4 separate regions of the Mus musculus genome follow, and regions 2, 3 and 4 are each linked to region 1. The links are chromatin contacts, called in public HiChIP or PLAC-seq and promoter capture Hi-C maps. All regions are on one chromosome and are shown on one strand. Each heading gives the region's core, a stretch centred on a gene start, on an enhancer-like site or on the middle of the called end of the contact. The rest is flanking DNA. Distances are from core to core; before and after follow the strand shown. Region 1 holds the start of Islr2 (immunoglobulin superfamily containing leucine-rich repeat 2). Region 2 holds the start of Arid3b (AT rich interactive domain 3B (BRIGHT-like)). Region 3 holds the start of Insyn1 (inhibitory synaptic factor 1). Region 4 holds the start of Edc3 (enhancer of mRNA decapping 3).

Region 1 (2,883 bases), core at 46-2,545:
GAGACAGTCCAAGGTTCTATACTTCCCTCTAGAGCCTTAAGACGCCTGAGTGCATCCCCTGTCTCTAGACATACAAATATATTAACACAGACTCCCTGCCCCAACTTGAGGGTCCTGTCAGTCTTGGAAGACCCTCTCCTACACCCTGTCTCTGAGATTAGCGGGTCCCTTCTTGCTTTTGCTCCTAAAGGAGGCACCTCCCTTCCCTGTTCCTCCCAGACAGCCACCCAACCCTGACTAGGCTGGATCGACCCTGTGGACTGAGGTTGTGGGGCCCTTCCACTGCTTACCTGCTGCTCTCTGACTTGCAGTGTGATGCTGTGGGGCTGCGAGCCGGTCTCCAGACTCAGGTGACAGTCTAAGGGAGCTTCTGGCATCTGTTGCTGTGGCGGTGGGGAGAAAGGGGGAGTGCATTGAAAGAACTCCCCTTGGCCCCAAAGTCCTACTTCAATTTTTTTCTTTCCTTATCTGTTCGCCCTACTTCTCCAGGATTGCAGGTTTGAGAGCGGTCGCGCGCCCCCGTGCTCGGCGGGAACGCGCACAGTCTCCCACCTCGTGCTGCGTTTACATTTGTTAAAGCCATAGAGATCCTCTACTCACCTCAGGCTGAGACCTGTCGGTCTCAAGGGGCTCCATACGCCCATAGCCCAAGGCTCCGCCCTTTCCAGCCCACCGTACCCCTAGCACCCATTTTCTACTTCTCCCCACATTTACACATTCGATGACATTGTCACTATTCCTCCTTATGTCTCCAAACCCCTCCCCAACACACACACACACACACACACACACACACACACATCTTCACATGACTTTCACAGGTTAGAACTACTCGTCAACATGTAATAATCGCGTCAACGCGCTAAGTTCTCCCTACTTTCACACACATTTTCACAAGCACACCTTCACTCAAACACTCACCGTTCTCTTTTGCGCGCACACAAATATCCACGCTCACTCACCCTCACGCGCCCGTCCCGCCAGCGCCCGCGAGCTTCGCTTCTAATTGAATGCGAGCCGTTCTACGCCCCGCAACACGTGAGACAAACCATCTTTGAGGAATTTGGGAGAAAGAAAAGCATAGGACTGGAGGGGCGTGTCTTTGCCTTTAAACACTTTTTTCCCCCCTCTCCAAAGCAAGCAGTGGCGCAGAAAGACCTCCAGTGGGACCTGCTGAACTGCGCTGCCTGGCTCTCCCGGACCCTTTTCCTCCTGCCGCCTGCTAGCCTCCCCCTCCCCGAAGCTTCGTTCAACACGATGCATAATTGATAGTGTTAGCAGAACGCCTCACCCTCTCTGTCATATTTTGCCTGGATCTGGGCAGATACAAATCCTGGTTCCCCTCCACCCCCAATCACCGCCAGACTAATTCGCCAGATTAGTAGGCGCAGCCCTGCAGGGTGCGCGGAGAGGAGACGCCCACCTCCCCAGCCCATCGCAGACCCTGCTCAGCCTCTTGAGCCTGAACTCCACGCTCAGGTCTTTTGTGGCAAAACCAGCGCGTGCACTCCACTGCCCGTGGGCTACCTAGTGCTCACAGTGGAGTGGGTGTCTTCTGAGCTCCTAAAACATTAGGTTGAACTCACCCAAGTGTCTCACTCTGCCCTTGCTTGCTGCGGGCTAACAGGACACCAAGGTTGCCCACTAATAGTGGCTACAGGGACCAGGATAGTTACAAAAACCGTTTGCTCCTCTTGAGTGCTGTGGACTAGGGACTTACAACCCCTGAGCATTTCCTGCACCACCACCCCGCTCCTCAGTATCCTCTCAGCATCTCTAGCAAGCTGGCCATCAACCCCTGCATGCTCGCACCCCCCCCACACACACACACACTGTGAAAGCCTAGGCAGCAGCCACCGCCCTGCCATCTCACACCCTCATGTAACAGCTGGCCTCAGCAGACTCGGGACTCGCTGTTCTCTTTGGCAAACCCTGGACATTTCTTTTAGCGATGAGCAGGAGAATTTCAAGGGATGTCTAGGGATTTGACTAAAATGCATCATCTCACTCCCCCGCCTATGGCATCCCAGGAGACAGAGCTGCTAGCCAGAACTGGTAAGGGGGCATAGATTTTGAGAGATGTGTAGAGAGTCCCCTCCTTCTCTTTCATATACACTGTAATACTGGGGTGCTGGGGTCTCCCAGCCCTCATCAGAGTCAGTCTTCTGTCTTGGTTGGATGGCAGTGTGTTTGGGGCCTCTGCAGAGATCAATACCCCGATTTGAGTGTTAAGCATTTTAATGAGCTAGGGAGGGGGGCGCAGAGAGATGCAGGAAGAACGCTGCATCTAAAGGGACCACCCGGCAGGGTTTCTGAGGCTCCTTTGTAAATTAAATATGAACACACTGGTGTGTGCTCACTTTGGTCCCTCCCTCTTTCCTACTCCTGGCTACGGGCTGATGGGACCCCCACAAACTCAGCCAAGTTCGGAATCTAGAACTTCACACCTGCTCGGGCCTGGAAACCCCACAGACCGAACCAGGAGAGGGTGCTTGAGCGATCCAGGGAAGATGTCTTTGAGAAGGGAGAGGAGATGAGAACTCTGACTCCTCCCTGCCTGGAATCCTGTACGTCTGAGGCCGTCCAGCACAAGGCTCTAACCTGGGACAAGGCCTCAGAGATTTGGAATAGCCGCCCGATACCGACTTCTTTGTCTGCAAAGTAAGAGGAATGTCTGTCGTATTGTTCATGTTCTAGCAACCTTGAGGGGGTGGGGGGTGCCTCGCACCAGAAGAGGGTGTGGCAGCAGAGGGACGTTCTGCTGTTCTTAGTGTTCTGGGATGGAGAATCCTGAGGACTTTCCTGGTGGGGGAGAGAAAGACGCAAGGCGTGGGCGTTCCTCCGCCAGTGAACATCCACTCATCCGATTTTTACTTCTAGTCA
Region 2 (2,900 bases), core at 398-2,897, 370 kb before region 1:
CTACTATATTTATTCTATGAGTCCAGTGAAGAAAAGGCTTCCAGTCCCAAAGTACCCTGGGGGCAGGGTTATCTGCATTCTTGCCAATCTGTCTCCAAACACAAATCCCTTTCACACCCTTCCACCTCTAACCTTCCCAGGTTCCCCCTTCAACACACCTCACTTAAGTTATAGTTTCCCACAAGTCTTCCTCAGAGCAAATTTTAGGGTGAAGAGGACTGGCAACAGGGTGTGCATTTCTGTTTGCCACATGAAAGGGGAAGCGGCACTGTGCAGGTTGGGACTTGATATTTGCATTGTCCCAGTGTTTTAGGATTGAGTTGGAAGATAAGAAAATGTAACCTTTTACCATCTTCAAAAATTCATGGGAGAACTAATCTCTAACAAGAAAAAAAAATGGCTTTGATTTATATAAATTTTTACACGTTTAAAGAGTATAATTTTTAAAGCTGGGGAGGCGGGGAGTTCAAAAACCAACCAGAGCCATGCTAGACAAATCTCATTTTGTTTCTTAGAAGCACTTGGTTGTAGCTTTCATAGGCGGATAAAAGATTCCAATTCCAATTGGCCCCTTACTGCCTGTCCCTCCTCCTGGCAGTTTGGAAAGTATAAGTTATGCCTGCAGCAATACTTTCTTTCTGCTTTAGTTCTTATTCTGTAGGGAAGCCTGAAAGTTGGCAAAATTGTTCCTTTAAAATAAAAACCCCGTTGGGGACAAAACAAAACGCACACAAAAGAAGAGCAAGCAATTCACTGGTCATTTAGAAATATTCGTATAATCTTTAAAGTCAAACAACACAACTGGAATATTTCAACCAACTCCTGCCAGTCATAGTACAACTGCTTCTTTTCTGGTTGGCACCATCTTCTCGGTAGGCTTTCCTCAGCAAGGGAGAGGGGTGTCCGATAGCGTCTTTATTAAGACAGAGATGACTCCGTTTTACAACTCAATTGGCACATCCTCCCGAAGAGTCCATCTCATCCCAATCCCTAAGCAGCCAAGGATTCAAACAATACTACTAACATCTAGAGAATTTACGTCTCCGAAATCTAACTTCATCTCTCCATCCCTCGCTCGGGTTTTTTAAACTTCCCGGACCTCCAAACCGAGAGCAACGGACTGCTTGCCGCTTGAGCCCGGCCTTGGTGACCATTTCCCTTACCTTCGTTTCCAGCTCTGTCCCCGACCCTCTTCGACCCCTCTTTCCATTCTTTACCTCCCACCCAATGGAGCCCTATCACTTTTACTTCCACCAAGCCCCCTTTGCCAATCTCCCGGCTCTTCTCTAATTACTCCATCTAAGCTCGCTCTGCGGTTGCCAAAAGGGGGGGGGGGTCCCTTACCTTTCCCATCTCTTTATCTCAAACCACTCCTTTGGACACCGGGAGGACGGGGCTCCTCCCGATGCTCTCACTTTTTCTCAGCGGACCCCGGCTTCACTAGCCCGCGTCTCCCCTACACACCTGCCTCGGCTCCCATTTCGGTCCCCTCCACCTGCCACAGCCCCTCTCCCGCCGCGGCAGAAAGAACCACGACCCGCGCCGCTCACCTATGTGCAGCGTTCCGGGCTCGCGGGTAGGGAGGAGGCAGCCGCTCAGACCCCAGCGTAGCAGCTGAGCCTGCTACTCCTCCGCAGCTGGGGGCCACAGCCGGGGCGGGGCCCGCACCGGAAGCTGTGCTGCGGGGCCCGGCCGTCAGCCCGGGGCGGGGGAGGGGCAGGTAGGGGCGGGGCCCCACGGTGGGGGGCGGGGCCCGAGGCCGGAAGCAGCTAAAAAGGGAACGAGGTGGGGGTGGGTGGGTAGTGCGAGACGGAAGTGACTCCTAGAGACCGCCCTCTGGTTGAAGCCGTGGGCGGAAGCCATTTAAGGCGGGCGGAGGCTTCGGCCAATGGGAGAGCACGGACTCAGAGGAGTTCCGGTGTGAGTGCTTTCGCGGGGAGTTGAAAAGAGTAGGACTGACTACAGCACACGGGTTTCTGGCTGCCGTGGTTGTGAATTGTTTGTAATAAGTGAAAGAAAGGAATAAAGAGTGCTAACTTTCAGCTAGTCTTAATGAAGCATTCCAGCCTTTTATTAGTTTTTTTCTAAATTTCACTTTTTGGATTGAAATTTTCCTGTTCTGGAACACCACCTCTATCCATCCCCAACCTCACCTCGTCACAGGGGTTAATGTTTTCTTTCTTCAGGTTCCAAAGGTAGAAGCTGAATCCTGGCACCGCTTATACAATAAAACAACAAAACCTTGTCTTCTGGGACTCCTAACTCTGGGGAACTTCTGTGAATTTATGCATGCACCTCCTTGTTTTACCTTTCTCCCAACTGACCATCATCCTTGATCCAGAGTCTATGGCTCGCTTAGTTTTGGGTCTTAAAACAATCCCAGCCAAAACCTAGAACTTATTGCCACTGGCTTTTCTTGTCCCTTCCCTTCTTCCTTCCCTTCCCCTCTTTTCTTTCTTGTTAGAAGGTAGCTCACCTATTTAGCAAAAGTAGTTGACCATCAAGCTCCAGGAATCCTGTCTTTACTTCTGAAATGCTAGGATTGCAGGTGTGCACCACACCTGGCTTTTTACTGAGGCGTTGGATATCCAAATTTAGACCCTTATTCTTTGGCGCCACGCTCTTAACTCACTAATCCATCTCAGTTCCTGATGAAAACTTTTATGGTTTGTTGTTGTTGTTGTTTGTTTTGTTTTGTTGCAGTCCTGGTCCCTTATTTCTTTTTTGTCCACTAGGCCATGAATTCATATGGAATGGGCTCCAGCAGTTTCCGTTAGTCCTCACAAAGTGTGCTTCTCTGGTTGACGCAGGCTGGCGCTTCAGCTGCACCCGGGTGCCCTTCTCCTTGGCTTCCTTCTTCTGATCGTTCTCCTTCACCCGCTTCAGGAAGCTGTCCCTGC
Region 3 (3,040 bases), core at 369-2,868, 290 kb after region 1:
GCCCTGACTCTGGCAGACCAGGCTGGTCTCGAGCTCACAGAGATCCACTTGTCTGCCTCCCAAGTGCTGCGATTAAAGGTGTACTCCACCACCACCAGGTCTAAATTCCAAGCTTCTGTCCACAGCCTCCTGTTTCCTGATCTGGTTTTTCTCTGTTCCACTTCATACAGTCTTCCCAGTGGCACCAACAGGGCCACTTAGACTGAAACTTGCCCTCCCCCACATTTGCTCCTGAGTGGTTCCTTCCCCCTATCTTCCTTCCCTCTAGGAAGCAGATTCCTCCCTTCCCCAGGGCAAGGTCACCGGTCACCGGGACTCCCACTGAATCTTCTGTTAAGATTCAGCTCAAGGGTTGAATTCCTGGGAAGAACTTGGGGGAGTGGGGGTGGCCTGTGCTTCCTCCTAGTTACCCCATACCTGCCAAGTTAGCAACGCTCCTAGAACTACATGCACCACCCTTCAGTTTACTCAAGAATGTCCTCATGGGGAAATTTCCTCGATATTTCCTCCTCAACAGGGCCTGAAAGAAAAGGAAGGAAGGAAGGAAGGAAGGAAGGAAGGAAGGAAGGAGGGAGGGAGGGAGGGAGGGAGGGAGGGAGAGAGAGAGAGAGAGAGAGAGAGAGAGAGAGAGAGAGAGAGAGAACAAAAATATGTTGAAAACTTAGGTGAAGAACTAGGGGAACAGAACCTTCAGAAACAGCCCAGCACCCACTCTGCCCTCCCTCTCGGCCAGAGCGTGGCACACAATAGGTGTTCAGTAAAGGTTGGCTGGATTCTATTTACTGAACTGACACAAGATTTGGGACAGTTTGAGGTATGATGGCAGAGGAGGGTAACAGCCAGAAGGGGAACCCCGGGACGCACCACCGTGAGGGGAGGAGGGTCAAGGGATTGTGTAAAAAGGAGGTGAAGGAACTTGGAGTCAAGTCTGGGCCTCTGTGCGCCCAGGGCAGCGGGCAGTGGCCGGGCTAGTTCTCCTCCAGGTCCGCTGGCGCCCAGTCCAACCCGCTCCCTAGGGTGGTGAGACCCCCCGGCTCGCGCGCTCGGTTCTGGGCGCTGGGAGGCGTGTGTGTCGCTTTAAAAGCTCCCTCCCGGCGCGCGGGGCCGGCCCCTTCACTGCCAGCGCCGAGGCGAGCGGAGCCGCGCGAGCCCGGCGGCCTTTGAGGGAGCCTGCGCCCGGCCGGGCGGCCAGTCCGGCGGGGCGCGGCGGCGCTCGGGGTAAGCGGGCCAGGCCCGCGGAGCCGGGTGGGCAGGGCAGGGCAGGGCAGGGCGAGGGCGAAGCAGCCGGGGAGAAAGGCCCGAGCAGCCCCGGTGCCTCGTTTGCCCCATCGGCAGCTACCCGGCGCCCCGGGCCGCGAGGCGCGGAGCCGTGAGCGAGCGCGCTGGAGGCGGTGGAGCCGAGCGGAGGCTGCGCGCCCGGTGTGCCTGGCCGGGCCCGGCGCGCCTCCTCCATCGCCTCCCTGGCGTCTCGCTCGCCCCCTTCTGCTTTCCTTTGCTTCCTCGGCTGAGCCCCGCCGTGCTGAGGCCCCCCCGACCTCGTGCACTCATCTCCGCTGTGCTCGACACCGGGTCCCCCTGGCCACGGCTGCTTCCCCTCCCCCGAGACGCGAAGGAATCCGGACTTTCCCCACCGTTGATGGAGCCGACTGCCGGGCTGGACTGAGCGGTTTCTGCGGCCGCTCCAGACGTCGCCCGGGCCGGAGCACGGACATTCTGGGTCCCGGCTGAGTACACCCCGGACACCTAGCAGTGCCAGCTCGGGAAGGGCAGAGCAAGGCAAAGGCAGGACAGACCCCGGAGGGGCTCAGACCTGCCCATCTAGAATGGACAGAGAGAATCGCGAACCCTGTGGAGCCCGGGGAATGCCGGGCGTGGGCTGAGGGGATCCCGGCGCCCTCCCCAGCCCTCCGACTTTGGCTTAGTCGCCTGGACCGGACCGGTGTCACCTCGGCTCGGGTCACCTGTGGCCTCGGGGCCTCCGAGCTCGCCGGACCCTCGCGACCGGGAGCCTGGCGAGCGTGGTGAGGAGATTTTTGGGGATTTTTTTTTTTTGCCCCCTTCCCCGGAGCGCGGAGGCCCCGCCCCCTCCCACCGCCCAGATGTCTCCGGTCACCGCTCGGAAGACCTTCCTGAGGCCAGGAGCCGAAGGGTCCAGAGAGAGAAGCCCGCCCTAGGGAGCCTTGGGGGCCCCCCAACCTCGTCTTGTGGCTCGGCCCCGACACTGCTTAGAGGAAAGGCCACTGCCCCCACCCTTGGTGAGTAGGGGAGTCCAGCTTCGGAGGGTTCGGAGGGAAGGCGGGGTTGGGGGAGAAAGGGTCCTCTGGGAAGGAGGGCACCCTGTGGGCATTGAAAGAAGGTTGGAGAGCTGGAGAGGCCCTGTGCTAAACCAGTCTGGCCAAGCTTGGTTGGTGGCTGGGGGCGGGGGGTGCACCACGGCTAGAGTGCTCCAGAGGAGGCTAAGGGCTCATTCCTCTAAAACAGGGGCTCCTCCACTCTTCTGTTGAAGAAGGGTGTTGAAAACTATCTGCCTCCACCACCCCTCCCCACTAAATAAATAAATAAATAAATAAATAAATAAATCTCCAGCTAGGAAGGAGGGTGCAGGCAGAGAGAAGAGGGAGGCAGCAGCAGCAGGCTGGTGCAGCAGCCTGGGAGGGCTGACGCCAGGCTCGCTCTTTCTGCAGGGGGCTGCCCTCCTCCAATCCAGTTCCCTCTCCAGTGCTGTTCACATCTGGAGCCCCCTCCACATCTGGAAGATCCTGATCACCGTCCCTGTGCTGGTTCAGCTGCATCTAGAGACCTCTGCCTTTGTAACTGCCTAGGAGTTGCGAGGGGATTGCTGCCTTCCCCCATCCCAAGGGCATCTCTTACCCTTAGTCCTTGCAGAATCATCCCCCTGCCTCCGCATCCAGATTCGGGCAAAGATCAGCTCTGTACACCATAGGCACTTCAAGTCCTGGAAGCTGTTCTTGGGCCCTAAGGCCCCTCCCCTTGCCCTCCTGTGTCCTCACCTTGACCCCCCTCCCACCCTGTCAGACTC
Region 4 (2,834 bases), core at 289-2,788, 490 kb before region 1:
CATTTCTAACTTTGTTTTTGGATTTATTTTATGTGTATTGAATGTTTTGCCTGCATGTATGTATGTACACCATAAGCATGCTGGTCCTCTCAGTGGTCAAAAGAGAGTGTTAGATCCCTTAGAACTGGAGTTATGGACAGTTGTGGGAAATGCTTTTAACTTCTGAGCCATCTCTCCAGCTTCTCTTTTCTCTTATTTTCTTTCTCCTCCCTCCCTCCTTCCTCACCCTCTCTCTTTCTTTCTTGGTGTGCTCAGAAATACTCCCCATAAGATTTAACCATGCTCAGTGGTGGTGCATGCATGCCTTTAATCCCAGCACTTGGGAGGCAGAGGCCATCCTGATTTACAGAGCAAGTTCCAGAGCTACATAGAGAAACCTTCTCTTGAAAAACCAAGAAGAAAAAATGAAAGAGATTTCACCTCAACAATGTTTTTCTTTTCGTAAGCACCACTAATTTCTCACCTCTAGTCAAACAGTATTGAGTATCTCAGCAAGGCAAAAGTTTCACTATGTAGTTCTTGTTAAGCGCAACCATTTCTCCAGCCCCACCTAGCCAGAACCACAGAATCTTTTTTTTTTTTTTTTTTTTTTTTTTTGGTTTTTCGAGACAGGGTTTCTCTGTGTAGCCCTGGCTGCCCTGGAGCTCACTTTGTAGACCAGGCTGGCCTCGAACTCAGAAATCCGCCTGCCTCTGCCTCCCGAGTGCTGGGATTAAAGGCGTGCACCACCACGCCCGGCTGGAACCACAGAATCTTAATTCAAAATAACAAATGGCCCCAATAGTCTTTAAATTTTCCTCCGAAACTTCACAAGCCAGGCAATCTGCAGTGCTCTCAACATTCTTAACTTCCAGTCTCCTACAGAACAGCTCACTGAGCTCTCATGGCTTTTCTAGCCTAAAATTCCAAAGTCCTTCCGAAACATGATCTGGTCTGTTCACAATACCCCACTCCTGGTACCAATTTATCTTAGTTTGGATTTCTATTGCTGAGATGAAACTCCATGACCACAATCAATTTGGGAAGGAAAGGGTTTATTCAGCTACACTTCCATATCACTATTCATCAAGAAAGGTTCTTGGAGTCAGGAGCTGGTACAGAGGCCACTGAAGAGTGTGGGTTACTGGCTTGCTCCCCATGCTTGCACAGCCTTTTTTCTCAGGAAAAAAAGCCCAGGACTACCAGCTCAGGGAGGGCCCCAGTTACAATAGCCTAGGCCCTCCCCACTCAGTCACAAATTAAGAGAAATATTGCATAGGCTTACTTACAGCCAGATCTTATAGAGCCATTTTCTCATTTGAGGTTCCCTCCTTTCAGATAACTTTAGCTTGTGTCAATTTGACAAACTAGCCAGCATAGTTCCTTCCTCCCATTCTCTTTCTTACTCCACTCAGATTTCACACACAGAAAACATCTTAGCTGCCTTGTCCATCAACCCTTAACATTACCCCAAGCTCTCAAATTTCCCGGGAGCCCCGCCCCTTGGCTCCGCCCTGTGTCAACGGAAGTGACATCACTCCGGGTAGGCCGAGACGCGGGGGCGTTTCCGGCGGAGGTGGCGGCTGCTTCTGTGTCTGTGGCGGTGGGCGTGAAGCCCCTCGGTGGGGTTTTGGCGAGCGAGGTCGTCTTGGTGTGCTGTGCAGCGCAGGCGGGGGCAGGCGGCGGGGAGGTGAGCACGAGGAAGGCTGCGTGTTCGCGGGTGCCCGTTGGCTGGCGCTTCCGGGTGGTCAGCTCGGTTTGCTTGTTAGGCTGCAGGCTTCCCGGCCTTGTAGATCTTTATATTGGCGGACAGGAGCTGCGGGTGTGTGTGTGTGTGTGTGCGCGCGCGGGTGTGTGTGTGTGTGTGCGCGGGTGTGTGTGTGTGTGTGTGTGTGTGTGTGTATATGCGTGCGCGCTCAAGAACCTTGTGTGTGCGCGCGCGCGCCCGCGCAGAAATTGTGGGGGTGCGCGCGTGCGGGCGTGTGGGGTACTCACTGGGTTAGGTATAGCCCAAGGATTCGGATTGGAGGCAATAACGGCTTGGTCTGTCTCAAGCCCGCTTTGGTTGCCACTGTGACTTCTCAAAGAGCCATTGCTCTTTGCCTTCATTTTCTTTGACCAGTGAGGTTAATAGCCAGTCGTGCGAGTGCCTCATAGTAGATGAGAACTTGTGTAACTTGTGAAGGACTGGGGTGTGGGACTAGAGATAGTGATGCCCTGCCAGAGCGCACGCACACTTAGCTGCCCTCGATGCACTGCCGCAGTTATCCTTTCTGTGTTGTGACTGCAGATATTAGTAATACTTGATCTGTGGTTTTAAGTGTTGGGGTGTGTTGGAGGAATAGTCTTCATCAACTTTAGTTGATTTTCAGTCTCCCCGTTGCAGAGTTAAAAGGACCCTTAATCTTTCCACAATCAAAATGACTATCCCCGAGTTATTCGTGGCTCATCTGGAACCCTCAGGTGGAACCCAGTTTTTTGTTTTTTGATTTTTGTTTTTTTAAAGAGAATGATGTATCTGTTTTGTTTGGGCACAAAATTCTTAGTTTTTGGTTTCTCTGAAGTAAAAGTAGTTGCAAAGAATGACCTTTTTTTGGTGACAGGCACTCAGTATATAGTTCTAGGTTAGAGCTACATAGTGAGAACCTGTAGAATTGTCTGTGTAGGTCAAACTGGCCCGGAACTCACAACGATCCTCCTGCCTCTGCCTCCAGAGTGCTGGGATTAAAGGCCTTCACTCTTTGACTACCAGGATTACTGGTTTTGATGTTACTGAGACATTTGGCCACTTGGGTCCCCTATTACCGAGTAATGCTCCTGCTTTAGCCTCTGGACTTCTGAGATTATAGATGTAC

What was found. Promoter capture Hi-C pulls out the DNA fragments that hold promoters and counts their contacts. HiChIP or PLAC-seq counts read pairs in DNA pulled down with a chosen protein or histone mark.
Region 2: an H3K27ac HiChIP or PLAC-seq map of embryonic stem cells shows a contact between it and region 1, with 2.7 times the contacts expected there. The contact joins the promoter of Arid3b here to the promoter of Islr2 in region 1. A contact is called at or near these places in 12 of 39 promoter capture datasets (the 3T3-L1 cell line, 3T3-L1-derived adipocytes, HPC-7-derived erythroid cells and 7 more), 12 of 484 Hi-C or Micro-C datasets (the C2C12 cell line, the G1E-ER4 cell line, cortical neurons and 6 more) and 4 of 115 datasets of contacts at active chromatin or transcription factors (bone marrow-derived macrophages, embryonic stem cells and pancreatic cancer cells).
Region 3: a promoter capture Hi-C map of embryonic stem cells shows a contact between it and region 1, with 3 times the contacts expected there. The contact joins the promoter of Insyn1 here to the promoter of Islr2 in region 1. A contact is called at or near these places in 7 of 39 promoter capture datasets (the 3T3-L1 cell line, embryonic stem cells and stem cell-derived epiblast-like cells), 10 of 484 Hi-C or Micro-C datasets (all in embryonic stem cells) and 2 of 115 datasets of contacts at active chromatin or transcription factors (both in embryonic stem cells).
Region 4: a promoter capture Hi-C map of erythroid cells shows a contact between it and region 1, with 2.7 times the contacts expected there. The contact joins the promoter of Edc3 here to the promoter of Islr2 in region 1. A contact is called at or near these places in 8 of 39 promoter capture datasets (the C10 cell line, cranial neural crest, embryonic stem cells and 5 more), 4 of 115 datasets of contacts at active chromatin or transcription factors (extraembryonic endoderm stem cells, large pre-B cells, memory CD8 T cells and 1 more) and 1 of 9 other capture datasets (embryonic stem cells).

The regions. Positions count from the first base shown.
Region 1 is chr9:58,200,990-58,203,872 of GRCm38.p6, forward strand. Islr2 (immunoglobulin superfamily containing leucine-rich repeat 2) reads right to left here and starts at 1,296. Exons shown (of 3, transcript NM_177193.5): 1 at 963-1,296; 2 at 291-383. It also overlaps the pseudogene 1600029O15Rik.
Region 2 is chr9:57,835,132-57,838,031 of GRCm38.p6, forward strand. Arid3b (AT rich interactive domain 3B (BRIGHT-like)) reads right to left here and starts at 1,648. Exons shown (of 9, transcript NM_001379353.1): 1 at 1,551-1,648. It also overlaps the pseudogene Gm7547.
Region 3 is chr9:58,486,985-58,490,024 of GRCm38.p6, forward strand. Insyn1 (inhibitory synaptic factor 1) reads left to right here and starts at 1,619. Exons shown (of 3, transcript NM_176921.4): 1 at 1,619-2,255; 2 at 2,685-3,040.
Region 4 is chr9:57,707,031-57,709,864 of GRCm38.p6, forward strand. It overlaps Edc3 (enhancer of mRNA decapping 3), which reads left to right and starts at 1,539. Exons shown (of 7, transcript NM_153799.3): 1 at 1,539-1,669.